2 separate regions of the Rattus norvegicus genome follow, and region 2 is linked to region 1. A link is a contact called in public Hi-C data. All regions are on one chromosome and are shown on one strand. Each heading gives the region's core, a stretch centred on a gene start, on an enhancer-like site or on the middle of the called end of the contact. The rest is flanking DNA. Distances are from core to core; before and after follow the strand shown. Region 1 holds the start of Podxl (podocalyxin-like). Region 2 has its middle 37 kb from the start of Rpl38l1.

Region 1 (7,707 bases), core at 2,770-5,269:
AACCAGCTGAGACCTGGAACCCTTTATGCCACAATGCTCCACAGACACAGCCACCACACCATGCCCACATCCTTTTGTTCCCCAAATGCCTCCCGCTTAGGACCTTCCCCTCATTCCTGTCTCTAGTGTTTGAGTTCAAGACCTTCCTGACCATTGAACTGGCTTCACATTATGCTGTGGCCCCCCTCAAGGTTACATCTGCTCAGCCATTATAAGCATGCAGGCGCTAGAATGATTGTTTTCACATGGAAAGCTGGCCATTGTCTTAAAGATATTAGCTGTTGTCACCTCTCCATTGTCAAGCCCTAACACTCTATAAAATGGCCTTCTCCTTGGGAGGGGGAGGGAGTGTCCCTGCAGAGCTCAGCTTCAAGCCTCCTGTTGACCTCTCTCTGTTTTCTGAAATGTTCTACCTTTCCTTCTCTTGAAGACCTAGCCAGAGTCCCACATTCCTCCTCCTGGAGTCTTCTCTTACCTCTGAGCTGTGTGCCTTGTTCTCTGCTGCCCACATAGTTCTTACCACCTACTAACCATGTTTGTGTACAGGTATTACTTCTCCCTGAAGAGAGGGGAGAACATGCCGCCTATGTTTGGATTCTCGGCACGGTGCATAATGTCTGGCACAAGGCCTGTTACAGTAGACGCAGTTAAAGCATAACACGCAGGGCATGACTTTGGAGTGAGGTGCGTAATTTAAGCCCCAGTGGAAGTTCATAGCATTACAAAACCTGGCAGTCAGAAATAAAGTACAGCTTTTATGATAAAATCCAAGCCAAGCGCCTCTCCATCTGTCTACCTGTGCGCATTTTCTTTGGATAAGGCACTGTCTTCTAGGTCCTGGAATTGAAGATAAATGGAGCACCGCTCTGGCTCAGGGGTAGAAAGCCCATGTAAGCTTTTCCATGGTCCTTACACAGGCAGCCCTGGTCCTTTAGGCAGATACAGAGGCATCCGGGTGGTGAGTGAGTGCATTGCATTTTAGAAGGCCTGATGGACTGGTCTATCCTACCTCAATAGACACTGGGATGAGGATCAAAGTGTTTCAGGATTAGGACCAAGAGGACTTACCAGGTCTGCACTTAGGGATGTGGTCAACCGCATTGTCAAATTGCTCCTAACAACGAGGACTGACAGGGACAACAAGAAGACAATTTTAAACCTCATGCCATAGTTTCCTGAGATATAGTTCCAAGCTGGGGGTTGGGGATTTAGCTCAGTGGTAGAGCGCTTGCCTAGGAAGCGCAAGGCCCTGGGTTCGGTCCCCAGCTCCGGAAAAAAAAAAAAAGAAAAAGAAAAGAAAAGAAAAGATAGAGATCCAAGCTGGTATGCATGTCTGCATCTGTAGATTAGCAAACACACACACTATACACACACACACACTATACATACACATACACATACATATATATAATTTGTGCTGCTGTGCTCTCCTGGCTGCTCTGAAGAAGTGAAAAGTAGACACGGAAGATCCCATGTTTAGATGTTTAAATCTACTAGCGGGATGGGTTGGAGTGTCACTCAATGATAGATTGCTTGCTTAGCATGCACAAGGCTTGGGTTTGGGAGAGAGAGAGAGAGAGAGAGAGAGAGAGAGAGAGAGAGAGAGAGAGAGAGAGAGAGAGAGAACACATGGATACTAGTGGCCAAAGTGCATTGAGTTCCAGAAGTATGGGGACTAGTGTCTGTAAAGAGCATTGCAGAGAGTTACAGTCTTGGGTTCCAGACCAGCAAGTTCACTGTGCAGACAGGGCCGGGCTTCAACGCTGCCAAGAGCACTTTCTGTTGGCCTCATTCTGGAAGTTCTATTCTAAGTAAATTGGGGGTCATGTCAGATACTGAAGACTGGAAACTGTAATTCTGACATTGCAGTTTTTAGATACAAACAGTACCCCACTTCCTAAGTCTACATATCTGCTGTCATTTTTAACCATGTGTGATCTGATAGTGGGGTCAATCCGAAATCAGGGGAATTTAAAAATACCCCAAACTCTATTCACAAATACTGATTGTTTTGGAGTTTGTATAAAAGTTGATTCGCTGAATGCAAAGGCATGGATTAATCAGAGAGCATACAAAATAAACATTTCAACCTCAATTTTGAAAAAGCCATTTGTTGGTGCTAATGTCGAGGAGAACAGCGCTAAAGAAAAACCATCACACACACACACACACACACACACGCACACGCACACGCACACGCACACGCACACACCCGTGTATTCATAGGGAACACCCTCTGCCTTTCCCATATGTGGTGTGGAAAACCATGCCAGAACGATTATGCAGAAACTTCCTAGTAAAAACAGCCAGTAAGCTCTTCCCAAACTTGAGGCCGGCTACAGCGACACCCCAACCCCGCTCCGCGCTTCCTAAGCAGCTTCATGATGAGCCTGCGCGCGGCCCACTTGAGGGATTCACAAGGTATACCGTCCTTGGGATCCGAGAATCTCTCCACTTAGGCTCATCTGGCAGAAAGACTCCATATTAGCAGCCCAGGAATAATGTGCGACAAATTTTCGCGATCTCCCTTCGGTGTTAGCCTCCCCTGCCCCTCCAGGTCTGTATCCCAGCGCCTTGAGGGGCCACCTTTGCAGCGGACTCCAGGGTCTGCAGCCCGCAAAGGTCCCCAAACTGGGGTGAATAGGATGCGAGCTTCTTTGACCTTTCACAGAGTAAGCTCAGCTTTATGCGATTCTCCAATTCCGATCTCCCAACCCCAAGTCTACGCTATCTCACTAGCGAAGGCTGCTTCTTTCATAAAGGCTGTCTGAGATTCTGGCCCTACGCTAAGTGTTTCTCCCAAGCAAGTGGATCAGCAGCTGTTGGAAGTTTCACTAGCCCTGCTTTTTGTTATGAAAAGAATCGAAGCACACAGAGTGACTTAGCACAACTAGGTTTTGAGACCAAGTTTGATTTGACGCCGAGGCCCTTAAATCTCCATTGCTGCTTTTTACTTGGCAATATTAATTCTTATGGAGCAATTACGGTATTATGGGCACTGTGCAAAGTAGTTTTCCAGGTTAGTCTCAGAGGCAAGGCTGCTATTTACCACCTAAGGAATCTTAAACAACTTTTTTAACCTTTTTTTAAAACTCTATTTTCCTGTCTGCAAAACGAGGCTTAAAAAATGTGACTGCTGTGAAGATCAAGAGAATTAATACGTGCAAAGCACTTAGACCACAGACCCGCACGAAGTAAGCGCTGAAAATTTTGCCTTCAGGGAGTCACATCCATTTGTACATCGGTGGGAGAGGTTAAGTAAAAACCCGCTCCAGATGGTACGGGGCTCATCCTGGAGCCCAGACTTGTTTGGGAATTGCATGGATCCAGGCACCTGCTGGGTAGGGGACCTGATTCCCCGGCTCTGCCGCAGAAGGTGCTGAGGTCTGGGGGGCCTGGAAGGATCCGATTCTTAGCCGAACTTCCAGGCTGAGAATCTATGCCTGCGTAAAGGGCCCCGGCATTATGGAGGATCCCCGTGGATCCCGGGCAAAAGCAATGCGTAGGACATCTGTGCCAGAGATTGATTGTCTGACAGGGTCCCTGGCGCGCGCGTGCGCGCGTACACACACACACACACACACACACACACACACACGCATTACCCCACACACACACGCATTGCACGCACACGCGCGAACACATACGCATTGCACAAACACACACACACACACACACACACACACACACACACACACACACACACACACACACACACACACACACATTGCCCGGGACCGCCAGCCCCTGTTCCCCCGCCCGCCGCGCTCCAGGGCGGAGTTTCCTCCTCTGCTTATTGTTCGCAGCCCAGCGCCCGCCAGCCCAGCCGCCGCCCCGCCCGACCCCGCCGCCGCTTTGGGAGGGCTCCTGGGGGAGGGGGCGGAGGCCAGCGCGGACGGGACGGGGCGGGAGTCATCGCAGCAGCGTGCGCGGGGCCGCAGCCGCCCAGTCACCGCCCGGGCCGCAGCCACCTTCCCTCCTCGCTTCTGGCTCCGCGTCCCAGCCCAGCTCTGCGGCAGGCAGGAGGAGCAGCCGGATAGTGACTCCAGAGTTCCCGGCTGTCGCCAGGCCTCCGGGAGCGGCGCCGACTCTCCCGCGGTCCGGACGCCGGACCCTGCGCCAGAGCCGCAGCCACCTGCTCCGAGTCCCCGGGCAAGCACAACCATGCGCCCCACTCTGGCGCTCTCCGCGCTGCTGTTGCTGCAGCTGCTGTTACTGTCGACTCCATCTCTCTCCCAGGATAATGGTGAGTGGATAGCCTCGCGGCTCTGCCCCGACCCTTGGTTATTCCCCTCCGCCCCAAGCCTGGAGAGGCTCCTGGGAGGCCGGCTGCACCGCGTGGTCCGACCGCTTGCAGCCTCTCCCGCGTGGCCGCAGGCAGAGTCCTGACCTTGGCACCATCCACGCCCCCTCCAAATTGGAGAACGCCGTAGGTGCGGGCCAGATCGTGGATGTACCTCTAGTCTTCACTGGTATAGAGTGAGCTGGAGTTGTGAGGTTGTAAAGGGGGTACCTGGTGGGTTCGCTGGAGAAAGGGGGGAAACTCTGGGTTGTTGGAAGGTCCCAGATTCCCGCGGGACCACCAAAGTGCGATTTCTCTTTCTCGTGTTTGGAGCGACCAGGGACTGCATTGCGAGGTCGTTGAAACTAAGCAAAACGACAAGCTAGTTACACAAGCCTGAAACAGATCGCAAACCTTTAGGTGCCCACGCGTGCACCGTGCTTCTTGTCCAAGCGCTTTTTCTTAAGCCTGCTCCGGGACGGGTGGAGTAAGTGCTCCTTTCACGGTCCCAGAGTCTGATTCAGCCGGGACCTTGCCTTCACGATGCCTCAGGACCGGATCCTTTCTCAGAGCATGGCCAGGATGGTGGGCCCCTCCCACCCCTTTGTGTAAACAAGAAACTTCTTTCACAAATGAGGTTTGAGCTGTGTCTTAGTAATACCTCAGGCACCCTTCTCCCATCAGACCCAGCTTGGAGACAGTCCCACTATCTTCTTTCCGAAGGTGGAATGCTACTTTCTGTTTGAGAGGTCAGGCAGTGTTTGCAAACGTAACCAGAGCAGGTGTCCCAAAGTCCCTGCCAAACAGCTGAGAGACTCAGCCCAGGAGAGAGAGGCACGTTTCATAGCCTATCCTTCCTGACCAGGTAGTTGTAGGGAGAAAGTGGCGAGGGGAGGCTTTCCAGGATCAGAAGTACTGGAGTCACCGCCCAGACGGGGAAGGGACTCTGTTGATGTGGGAGTTAGTGTTGGGGGGACTGGATTCTACGGGAGAACAATGAGAAATGGCTGCGTGGTGAGGGCTGTTCCTCAGGGAATGGAGGTTAAAGCCTCTGGGGGTGGCCTGGGACTCCAGCATGGCCTGAAAGGTTAGAGTATTCCACTGGAAGGGCCTGTGTCTCTTGAGGAGGGGTGCAATTCGAGGAAGATGGGAGCAGCTTAGAGGACCCCAGTCTACAGTTGACACAATCAGAAGGGATGACAAGTTTGTGGCCTGCCTTGGCAATTTCATGGTGCATCTTCACACGCAGTCTTTTGGAGGGGGAGCCTCCTAGTACCCTTCAAAAGCCAGATGGACTTTCAACCTGATCCCTGGACATCAAGGCTGCGGTTCTTGTCCGGCACCCGAGAACTGCCTAGGAACCCCATCTGCTGAGAAGCCCTCTCCAGACTCTACCTCAGGCAGGAACAGTTCATCGTCAGAGCTTAACATGTGCCCAGAAACTTGTCCTTGCAAGCAACAACTCTCTTAAGCATCACCGAGCCCCGGATACCCAAACCCCGAAATGTCATTTTTACAGTATGTGGCAATATAGAGAAGTTCTTTGACAGTGTTTGGTGACCAGGAGGAACGGTTACAGCAAACCTGGGATTGGGGTGTAGTGGTTTTACACCTTTCTCTAGGTCAGCTCCCTTAGCGGCTGTCATCAGCCATATCTCCCCCCACCCCCAGCCCCAACCTCAGTCGGTGAGATTCTGTGATGAGATGCAAAACTGGAGGCTTATGGTGAAAGTCTCTGTAACAAAGGAATTATCCGGACCGGTCCCCTCCAGCTTTCCTCCTAAGCTGGTGGCTGGAGCACACCCTAGAGGTAAACAACCTTTATCCTGGGATTCTTTTGGTGCTTTTCCTTTGCCACAGGGCTAGTCAGACCTTTGCACTCCACTTTCCTATCTGTGAAGTAGAATGGAGGGACAGAAGGGGACCGTTCTTTCCACTGCTGTAGATGTCTTGGCTTTCATGGTCCTTGGCTGATGAAAAGGAAGACTGATTTAGTCCTCTTTGGTTGATAGCCGGATGGTGCATAAATCCGGGTCAGGAGAAAGATGGGTTGACCCCATCTCAGACTGGGCCCCACACTTGTGTGCCTGCGGACGAGGTAGTGTACTTTCCAAGCCACAGCTTCCTACTGAAGTGATCGCAGGTTCGCAGGTGCCTGCGGACGAGGTAGTGTACTTTCCAAGCCACAGCTTCCTACTGAAGTGATCGCAGGTTCGCAGGTCGTCTTCATCTGAGCAACGGGAAGGGGAACAGGTTTAACATTGTTGCCAACCCACTAGTATCAGCGGCCCCTGGGTACTGCTGTGAATTGAATGGGTGTATTGGGTGCTTCATGGGCTTGAGCCTCAGGATTCTGCTGCTGTTAGCAATTGGCAGTCGGAATGTGGCTGCTTCCCAGAGACAGGGGGAGGCTGGCTGTCTTAATGAGCCCAGGGTGAGTTGTGAAGAGCTTCCTGGAGTGTTTTCGTATGGAGATTTTTAAATAAAAAAAGGATCTGCAGGGGGTGGGAGAGCTCTCCCTAGGGTCACTAAGCTAGGATGAATTGTAAGGTGTAGGGGAAATGCAGGCTGGGGTGTGGGGGATTGGAGCCACTCTAGGGAGTTTGAGGTAGGCTCTGTGAGGAATTCTATAGGGGAGGGAACCAGCCTCTGGGTTGAAGGGAAGGTTCCAGAAGTGGGGAGGAGACAGGGGTTTTCTGACAGGATTCTTTCTGAGGTATTCATCAACAGAGGTAGCCAGACTGAGAGACAGACTGAGAGTCACTAAAGGCACAGAGACTTCAGGTGGGGTGTGGCCTCCGTCCTCTGGAGGTCACGCTACCTCTGTGGAATGTTAGACTCAGGTGAAGAGAGCCAGAGAGTCTGCCTCTCTTCCTTGGCCCCTCCCTTCACAGAGAGGACACTACCTTTGGAAGCTGAGGGGGAGGGACCATGGGGTTAGGGTCGCCTGGGGAGGAGGCTGTGGAATGGGTTATCTCTTGAGCCTGTGGAACCCTACTGGGCTCCATAGCCTGCTGTGCCTTAGAGAGCCAGAACCTTGTGGTGAGCATGTGCTCCTTGGCTGTTGACCTGAAAGAGAATCGCAGCAGCTTGACTCCTGGGCAAAGATGTCTACATAGTGGACTCCCTGTCCAGTTGTGTAGTAGGAGCCAGTCTCTGCTCCAGCCAATGCTGCCCTCCACAGCCAGAGACATGATGAAGCTGCTCTCTGCTTACCCACCTGAGCTGACCAGGAAACCCAGCAGACCTAGAGCCAGGAGGATTTTCAGCTCTGGGCTCTGTGTCTGAGGCAGGGCAAGGAGCTCAGTTGATACAGTTTACTGTCACAGCCTGTTCCCAGAAACACTATGGGACAAGTCTTTCTGTTGTGTGTCTCATCCACTTGGGAGGCTGTGAAAGATCCAAGGAAGTGTCAGATCTGGGAT
Region 2 (7,707 bases), core at 2,316-4,815, 78 kb before region 1:
AAAGAAGGACTGGGTTTGGACTGGGGCTGGGGCCGGGGCCGGGGCTGGGGCTGGGGCTGGGGCTGGGGCTGGAGTTGTCTCAGTAGTGAAGAACACTTGTTGCTCTTGCACAGGGCCAGGCACAGGCACACAGAGGTAAAATACCCACATGCACAACAGGAAATAAATAAATAAACAAACAATAAATCTTTTTAAAACTAAAAAAAAAAATGCCTGGCTGCAGGTCCCGTGAAGCAGAGTCAGAAAAGAAGAAGAGGACGGGCCTGGGAGCCCAGTGAAGAGTCGGTTGGAGCTTTCCAATCCAGGCTGACTGGGATTTCCACCCACCCCACCCCCCAATAAAAAGGCGCTCTCAGATTTACAGAAAACACAAACTCCTCCATCTGCTCTGCTACTATCACCAAGGCAGCTTTGTAGACACTAGGACCTGTCCAGCTTCCTCTTGCCACCCCCCTCTCTGAATTCTGTCACCTCTACAGATTCAAAGAGAGCCAGGCTGAAGAGTGATCCTGTCCGGGTGGGCAGGGGATAAAGAACAGGGGCCTGGTATGAGGTCAGTCTGGGCCTCTGTGGCTCTCTCCTCTGTCTGGAGACTTTACAGTCTGCGGATGACTGTGAGTCAGATGACTGCCTGGGCATGGCCCTCACTGTCACACATCTGAGCTTGTGTGGCCTTTGATTAGCATTCAGCTCCCTGCATGGAGCACCAGCTGACTGAACCGGGCCTACTGCTCATCCCTCCCTGCTCCTGGGTTGGGGAAGGGGCTTGCCCAGACTCAGTGAATTCCAACTCTGCATAGCACCTGAAGCTAGACCATCCACTGTCTATGACCCACTGGCACCCCTCCAGGCACAGGGCTCAGCATGCTGCCAGTTCCCAATAACAACGAGTGACCCAGCAGCATCCAGAACTCAGGGAGTAAGTCCCTGCTGTCCCTACCACATCATGCTCTGGAGAGGCTTTAGACCCAGAACACCTAACTAAGCAGTAACTCAGGATAGCCATGAAGGAAAAGGATAAAACTGGGGCTGTGGCTCAATGGGTAGGGTGCTGGCGTAGCATGCACAAAGGTTCAATCCCCAGTGTTGTATAAACTAGGCATGATGGTACAGTTGGTACTGTACTATAGAAGCAGGAAGATCAAGGCCACTCTTACGGGCTACATAGTGAATTCAAGTTTGAGTTACCTGAAAGACTGCCTCAGAAAATGTAGAGGGAACTCCAGTGATTATAGCTACAGCGTCCTAAAGCATACCCACCCAGAACTGAAACCCCAGAACCACTTAGGCTCAAGGGCAAAAAGAACAGAGGTGTCTACTTCTTCAAGCGTCCTGGAGGCTGCTCTCCCAAGGACCACATGAATTTACTATCTACTAACCTAGCACCTAGTAGAATGGATCACCCATGTGTCTTCCCTCAGTCCCTGGACTGTGAGGGTTACTCCCAGCAGGTCTGGGATTGCTCCACCCTGGGCCTTGGAAATCAGAACATGCATGGATGAGCCGACCCCTAGCCAAAGCATAAAGCACACTGACAACTGACAGTCTTTGTATCAACAGTCCTGGGGAGTGCAGGGGTGCAGGATGCTCGGGTAACTGTAACATTGCTAATTTGCACTCGGTCTCAATATGGTCGAAGTTGCTAGATACAGGGGATGGAAGTCTGGATCCGTGTTTCTGCAAGTGCACCAAAAACTACTGTGCAGCTTAGTAGGAAGCCAAGCTCAGGCCTCCAGTGTGGACCATTGATTGAGGCTTCATCCATGCTAATGTCCTAGCTGACTTCAGTATATAAGAATCCCACTTCTGGGCTAGACAGATGGCTCAGTGGTTAAGAGCACTAACTGCTCTTCCAGACGTCTTGAGTTCAATTCCCAGCAACCACAAGGTGGCTCATTATCATCTCCTGAAAGGCTTTTAAAAGAAATGGGGAACTAGAAGAATGGCTCAGTGGTTAATCAATGCAGCTCTTGCAGAAGATAGAGTTTAGGTCCAGGCACCCATGTTGGGCAACTCCCAACTGCCTATAATTCCAGCTACAGAGGATCTGATACCCTCTTCTGGCCACACACACACACACACACACACACACACACACACAATACACACACACACACATACGCACACCACACACACACCATACACACACGCACACACCACACACACACACAACACACATACATACATACACACATACACACACCACACCATGCACACACATCACACACACACCACACACACACATGCACACACCACACACACACATGCACACACCACACACACACACAACACACACATACATATACACATATACACACCACACCACACACACACCACACACACACCACACACACATACCACACACACACCACACACATACATACACACATACACACACCACAACACACACACAACACACACACAGCACACACACACATACACACATAGACACACACCACACACACACCACACACACACACATACACACACACACCACACATACACCACACACACACACACACACATAACACACACACAAATGTATGTCCTTTAAAAAGAATCAAAATGGGTCCTTTAAGAAGGCTCAGTAGTCAGGAACACTTACTACTGTTACAGAGGACCTAGGTTCAGATCCTAGCACTCATACATGGCTCGCAGCTATTTTTTTTCCTAATTTTTTATTGTATTTATTTAATGTCTGCGTGTTCTGCTGCACATACACCTGCAGACCAGAAGAGGGCATCAGATTCCCTTTTAGGTCTTGAGCCACCATGTGGTTGCTGGGAATTGAACTCAGGACCTCTGAAAGAGCAGCCATTGCTCTTAACCGCTGAGCCATCTCTCCAGCCCCTCACAACTATTTTTACTCCAGCTCCAGGGGATCCATTGTCTTCTGTTCTCTATAGACACCAGGCACACACATGTTGTATATGCATACATGCAGACAAAAAACCCTCAAGTACATTAAAAAAATTAATTTAATTTTGAAAAATGTTGGAAGCTGACAAGGTAGCTTAGGGTAAAGGTGCTTGCCCCCAATCCTGATGACCTGAGTTTGGTCTCCAGGATCCACCCCTATAGTAGAAGAGAGAACCAACCTCCCTCAAATTATCCTCTCACCTCCACATACAAGGCGTGCCACCCACACGAGCATGTATAATGCACTAAATAATTTATAAATAAATTATTTTTTTATTACATTTATGTGAGGACGAGAGCAGGGCGTGCGTGGAGGTCAAAGGACAACTGACAAGAATCGCTTTCCACCGTTTGAGTCCCAGCCAGGGATGGAAGTCAGACCATTGCAAGTGCCTTTACCTACTGAACCATCCTGCTGGGCCCACTTTCCCAGGAACCACCTCAGTTCTGGGAAGAGCAGGCTGTCATCCAAGTACAGAATGACATCTACGTGTGGTTACAGATTAGGAGCACACAACTGTGCCGCTTAGAAACAAAGAGAAAGGACTTTGGGAAGCCGCCTTCCCTACCCCCAGCCAGGCACAGACCGGGAGAGGGTGGGGGCGGAGCTGCAGTGCAGCAGGGTGGAGGCTGTCCCTACAGCCCCAGTCTTCATTTCCTGATCAGCTCAGAAAGCATTTCCATGTTGGCCCAAAGTTTCTGTTTCCTGTTCCCTCCTACACTATTTTTAGGCCCAGCAGGCATTTCCTGTGTTGGCCTGTCCCACCCGCCTCAGGTCTGTCCTGGCCTCTCCTATCAGGGTGCCTGCAGGGTGGGCCTGACACATGTGATTACTCTCCATAGGGACCCTGGTGCCCCTGGAAACAGGTGTGTACCCAGCAGGTGGCCCACGGCTGCCAGCTCCCACTTGGTGCCACCCACTCAACGCAAGACTAGCTGCTTAAGAGTCAGCCCCTTCCCTTAGGCCTGAGACTCTCCTAACACCATGCGCTGGCTGCAGCCTCCAAGATATGCAGGTGCTGCTGGGACTTGTCAAGTATGGGCTGCAGCACTTAAGGCCTGAAGGTTTGCTTTTATCCTCTGATATTTACATCATTCGCTTTGCCATAGAGAAGGGACGACAGTGGTTCTCAACCTTTGGGTCGCGACCCTTTTCATACTCTCTGAAAATATTTACATTACGATTCATAGCAGTTATGGAGAAGCAATGGAAATAATTTAATGGTTGGGGGAATCACCACAACGTGAAGAGCCATATTAAAGGGTTGTAGCATTAGGAAAGTTGAGAATCACTCAACGTTCAGGGAGTCCCCGGTACTAGACCCATTCTTTTATCCTGAACTGCTCCCCCAACCAGCTTCTGAGTTTACCTCCATGAGTCAATGACTCCCTCCTGAGCCTAGAACTCGACACATTCATACAAGGCTCTGTTTACCCACACTGAGGTAGACAGGAGAGGACCCTAAAGCAGAAACAAGGAGCCTTGTGATCCATCGATCCATCTGTCCATCCCCAGCCTGTCTGACTGCACGAAAGGATCTACACCATAGCTCTCAGTTCTGTGTTCTTCATAACTGTCTACTGCCTACTGCATAGATATAAAAAGAACAAGCTATTCCATATCTTCAAGAACTAATCGCCGGGACTGGGGAGATGACTCAGTGATTAAGAGCTGCTTTTCCAGAGGACTTGAGTTCAATTCCCAGAACCCACATGGCAATTCATAACAATCTGTAACTCCAGTCCCAGGGAATATGATGCCCTTTTCAGACACGCATGTAGGTAAAACATTCATGCACATAAAAAAAAAGTGTTTTAAAGAACCATTTGCAGGAGGCAGGGGCAGAAGCAGGCAGATCTCTGTGAACCTGAGATCAGATTGGTCTAGATAGCAAGTTCCAGGCTATACAGGGTTACACAAAGAGACTCTTAAAAAAAAATCAAGCTGGATGTGGCATCATAAGTTGTGTTTATAAAAAGATAAGGAGAGGAGAAATATGTTTTGTGGATGTGTAGTCAGGTACAGGGTAAGGGGGTGCCTCCGTGGGCCCACGCTGAGGCATCCTCTCCCCCTGAGGGACCAGCCACCGGACTGGTTTAGCATAGAGTTTATTCAGGGCATGGGGAGGGGAGTTGAGAGGGTGGTAGAGGTGGAGAAGGACAGACAGAGAGAGAAGAGGAGTAGAGGCTGGCCATGAGCATGTGGTGGAGGGGGAGAGCAAGAGAGCATGGAGGGGGCAAGCAGCCTCTTTTATAGTGAGTCAGGTAACTGTGGGGCAGAGCCTAGACAAAATGCTAACATCATAGACATGTGATTCATGCAGTCCCAGCACTTGGAGGCTGAGGAGCAAGCTGGCTGCATAGAGAGACCCTCTACACAAATCTCTCCCTTTTGTGGGCCATTACTCTAGCTAAGTAAGAGCGGAGAGCATATTGGAAATGAGACTACAGTGCTCTCTTTGGTTCTTTTTGGAGACAAGGTCTCGCTGTGCAAGCCAGGCTGTCTCAAGTCTCCCAACTGCTGGATGACAGGCGTGAGCCACTGCAGGAAGCCCGGCTTGTTCTCTTTGCATTAGATTCAGATTCCTAAAGCAGTGTCTCCAGAACTCTTAAAGGGAGGTTGCCACCAGAGCCCTGCACCAACTCCTGCTGGATTTAGCACCACCATTCAGGGTCTGGAAAATCAGGCGCCCAAACACCTACAGAGCGAGTTCTCAGAGAAAGCCTGCCTAGTTCTCTTACACCAAGTCCTAACCAACTCAGATCGGCTATCTAATGAACATCTTCTCTATCCCTTCCCTGTTTTTCTTTTTCTCTTAATTACATTTCAAACCAATGGCTATGAGTCACTAGTCTCTGTCATCTTGAGCTAATAATGACTCCAGAACTTGAGTTCACTAATGTCACCCTGGATGGCCTTTCTCTTTCCGGGGGTGAGTCTTTCTGGACGTTACCCTCTGTCCATCTTCTTGATTAAGGGTTGAAATAGTCTGTGCAAGAACACCTAGAAGATATACAGCTCTCAGCTACTGTAGAGGTACACACAGTAGGACTTCAGGGGCAGGAGAGAACCACAATAAAATAAAATCTTTTAAAAACTCTTGCTATTTTGGGACTAGAAAGATGACTAGCAGTTAAGAGTGCTGGCTGATCTTGAGGAGGATCCAGGCTTAGTCCCCAGCACCCAAATGATGGCTCAGAGCCCTCTATTAGCTCCAGTTCCAGGAGATCCAACCCCTCTGGGCTCTGTGGACATTACATCCATGTGGTGCACACACATTCGTGCACATGAAATAAAAACAAATAAACGTTTTAAATAGAAATATCTTACTATTTGATAAAACGTACAGCCCACTTAGTGCCAGAGAAAGAAACTGCCCTGGCAAGGCCATGGACTGCGCAGACAGCTGCCACCCCATATTAGCCAGCAACGGTCAGTGCAAAGGGCCAGGACAGCTTAGACGCTCAACTCAGGCCAGTCAGCAGAGGTGCCCAGCTCTCTGAACATTGCTCTGTGCAATATATATACACTGTAGCTGTCTCTAGACACACCAGAAGAGGGCATTAGATCCCATTACAGATGGTTGTGAGCTACCATGTGGTTGCTGGTTTTTGAACTCAGGACCTCTGGAAGAGCAGTCAGTGCTCTTAACCTCTAAGCCATCTCTCCAGCCCTCTCCACATGGTTTTGAGGAACAACCATGCACATATACACAGTCACACAATATTTTTACACACACAAAAATTAACAAAGCAGAAATCTTACTCCTGAATCCAACCCAGACCTGTTTTATCAATATCACAGAGCATTTGATGTGAGTTCCCCAACCAAGAGTCAGGGAAAACTCCACTGGGGTCTTGAGCCATTCTAGGCTAACAGCTTGCCCCACTCCCAACATGCCACTGAGGGGCAGGACACTGGCAGCCTGAAGCCTTGTGGGAGCATTGATCTTGAAGCAGCTTAGCCACTGGGGAAGCTTGAGTTTTACCCACATGGTCCCCAGGGTCTAGCACAGCAGCAGACTTGGTCTGAGAATTCAGAAACTATTTGATGTCGGTAGCCTAACCCAATGCACAAATGAATGAGTGAGTCACCTGCAGTGGACAGAGTCATCAGTCTCTCCTGAGCTGGGGCCAGCTCTCTGCAGGACACCTGCACCCACCGTCATAGCATTAGTGATCTGATAAAGACACGCGGTGTGATTTTTTTGTTAATCTCAAATAATTCCCATGTTTCTTTATTAAATCCTTATGAGGAAAAATTAAGCTGTTGTATGTGTATGAAATATAAATTCCTAACCCCAGACCCCTACCCATCATCACCCTGTCACTCCCAAGTTCTGGCAGAGATGGAAACTGTGCTCGGATTCTGGAGGAGCCATTAGCCAAGGACCACCAGACTGTCGGGCTGCCACACTGATACTACGCTGCACAAGGGGCCCATCAGCTTCCAGGCCCCTCCTCATCTGTGTCAACTTTCAGCCTTCTAGAAAACGTGCAGCTTACAAGTTAATTGTCCCCACTTATTCCAGTTGAGGAATAAGTTGAGGAAGCCTAGAGAGAAACTCACCCTCTAGGTACAGAAGCAGAGGAGCAACACACACACACACACACACACACACACACACACACACACACACACACACTCCTATGATGGGGAAGAGTGGCCCCAGTGGCCCATTCACTATACCACCCTGGGCCACCAGATGGCGGGCACGAGCCACCTGACCTGACCATTGCACTCAGAAGCAGCTATTTAAAGGACAACTCCAGTCAGAGGCCACCCTG

Evidence for each region. A called contact is a pair of places that touch in the nucleus more often than the background predicts.
Region 2: a contact with region 1 is called in a Hi-C map of mammary epithelial cells, with 2.1 times the contacts expected there. The contact joins the enhancer-like site here to the promoter of Podxl in region 1. A contact is called at or near these places in 5 of 12 Hi-C or Micro-C datasets (Schwann cells, frontal cortex, kidney and 2 more).

The regions. Positions count from the first base shown.
Region 1 is chr4:61,145,443-61,153,149 of GRCr8, reverse strand. It overlaps Podxl (podocalyxin-like), which reads left to right and starts at 4,019. Exons shown (of 8, transcript NM_138848.1): 1 at 4,019-4,246. The coding sequence starts at 4,165. LOC134486572 (a long non-coding RNA gene) reads left to right here and starts at 4,253. Exons shown (of 2, transcript XR_010065780.1): 1 at 4,253-6,433; 2 at 6,502-7,707.
Region 2 is chr4:61,223,284-61,230,990 of GRCr8, reverse strand. No RefSeq gene overlaps it. Among named protein-coding and RNA genes, the nearest start is that of Rpl38l1, 37 kb to the left of the region's middle. Within about 2 kb of position 3,565, at least 19 of the 93 cell types and tissues checked have an H3K27ac peak or open chromatin away from gene starts, as enhancers often do.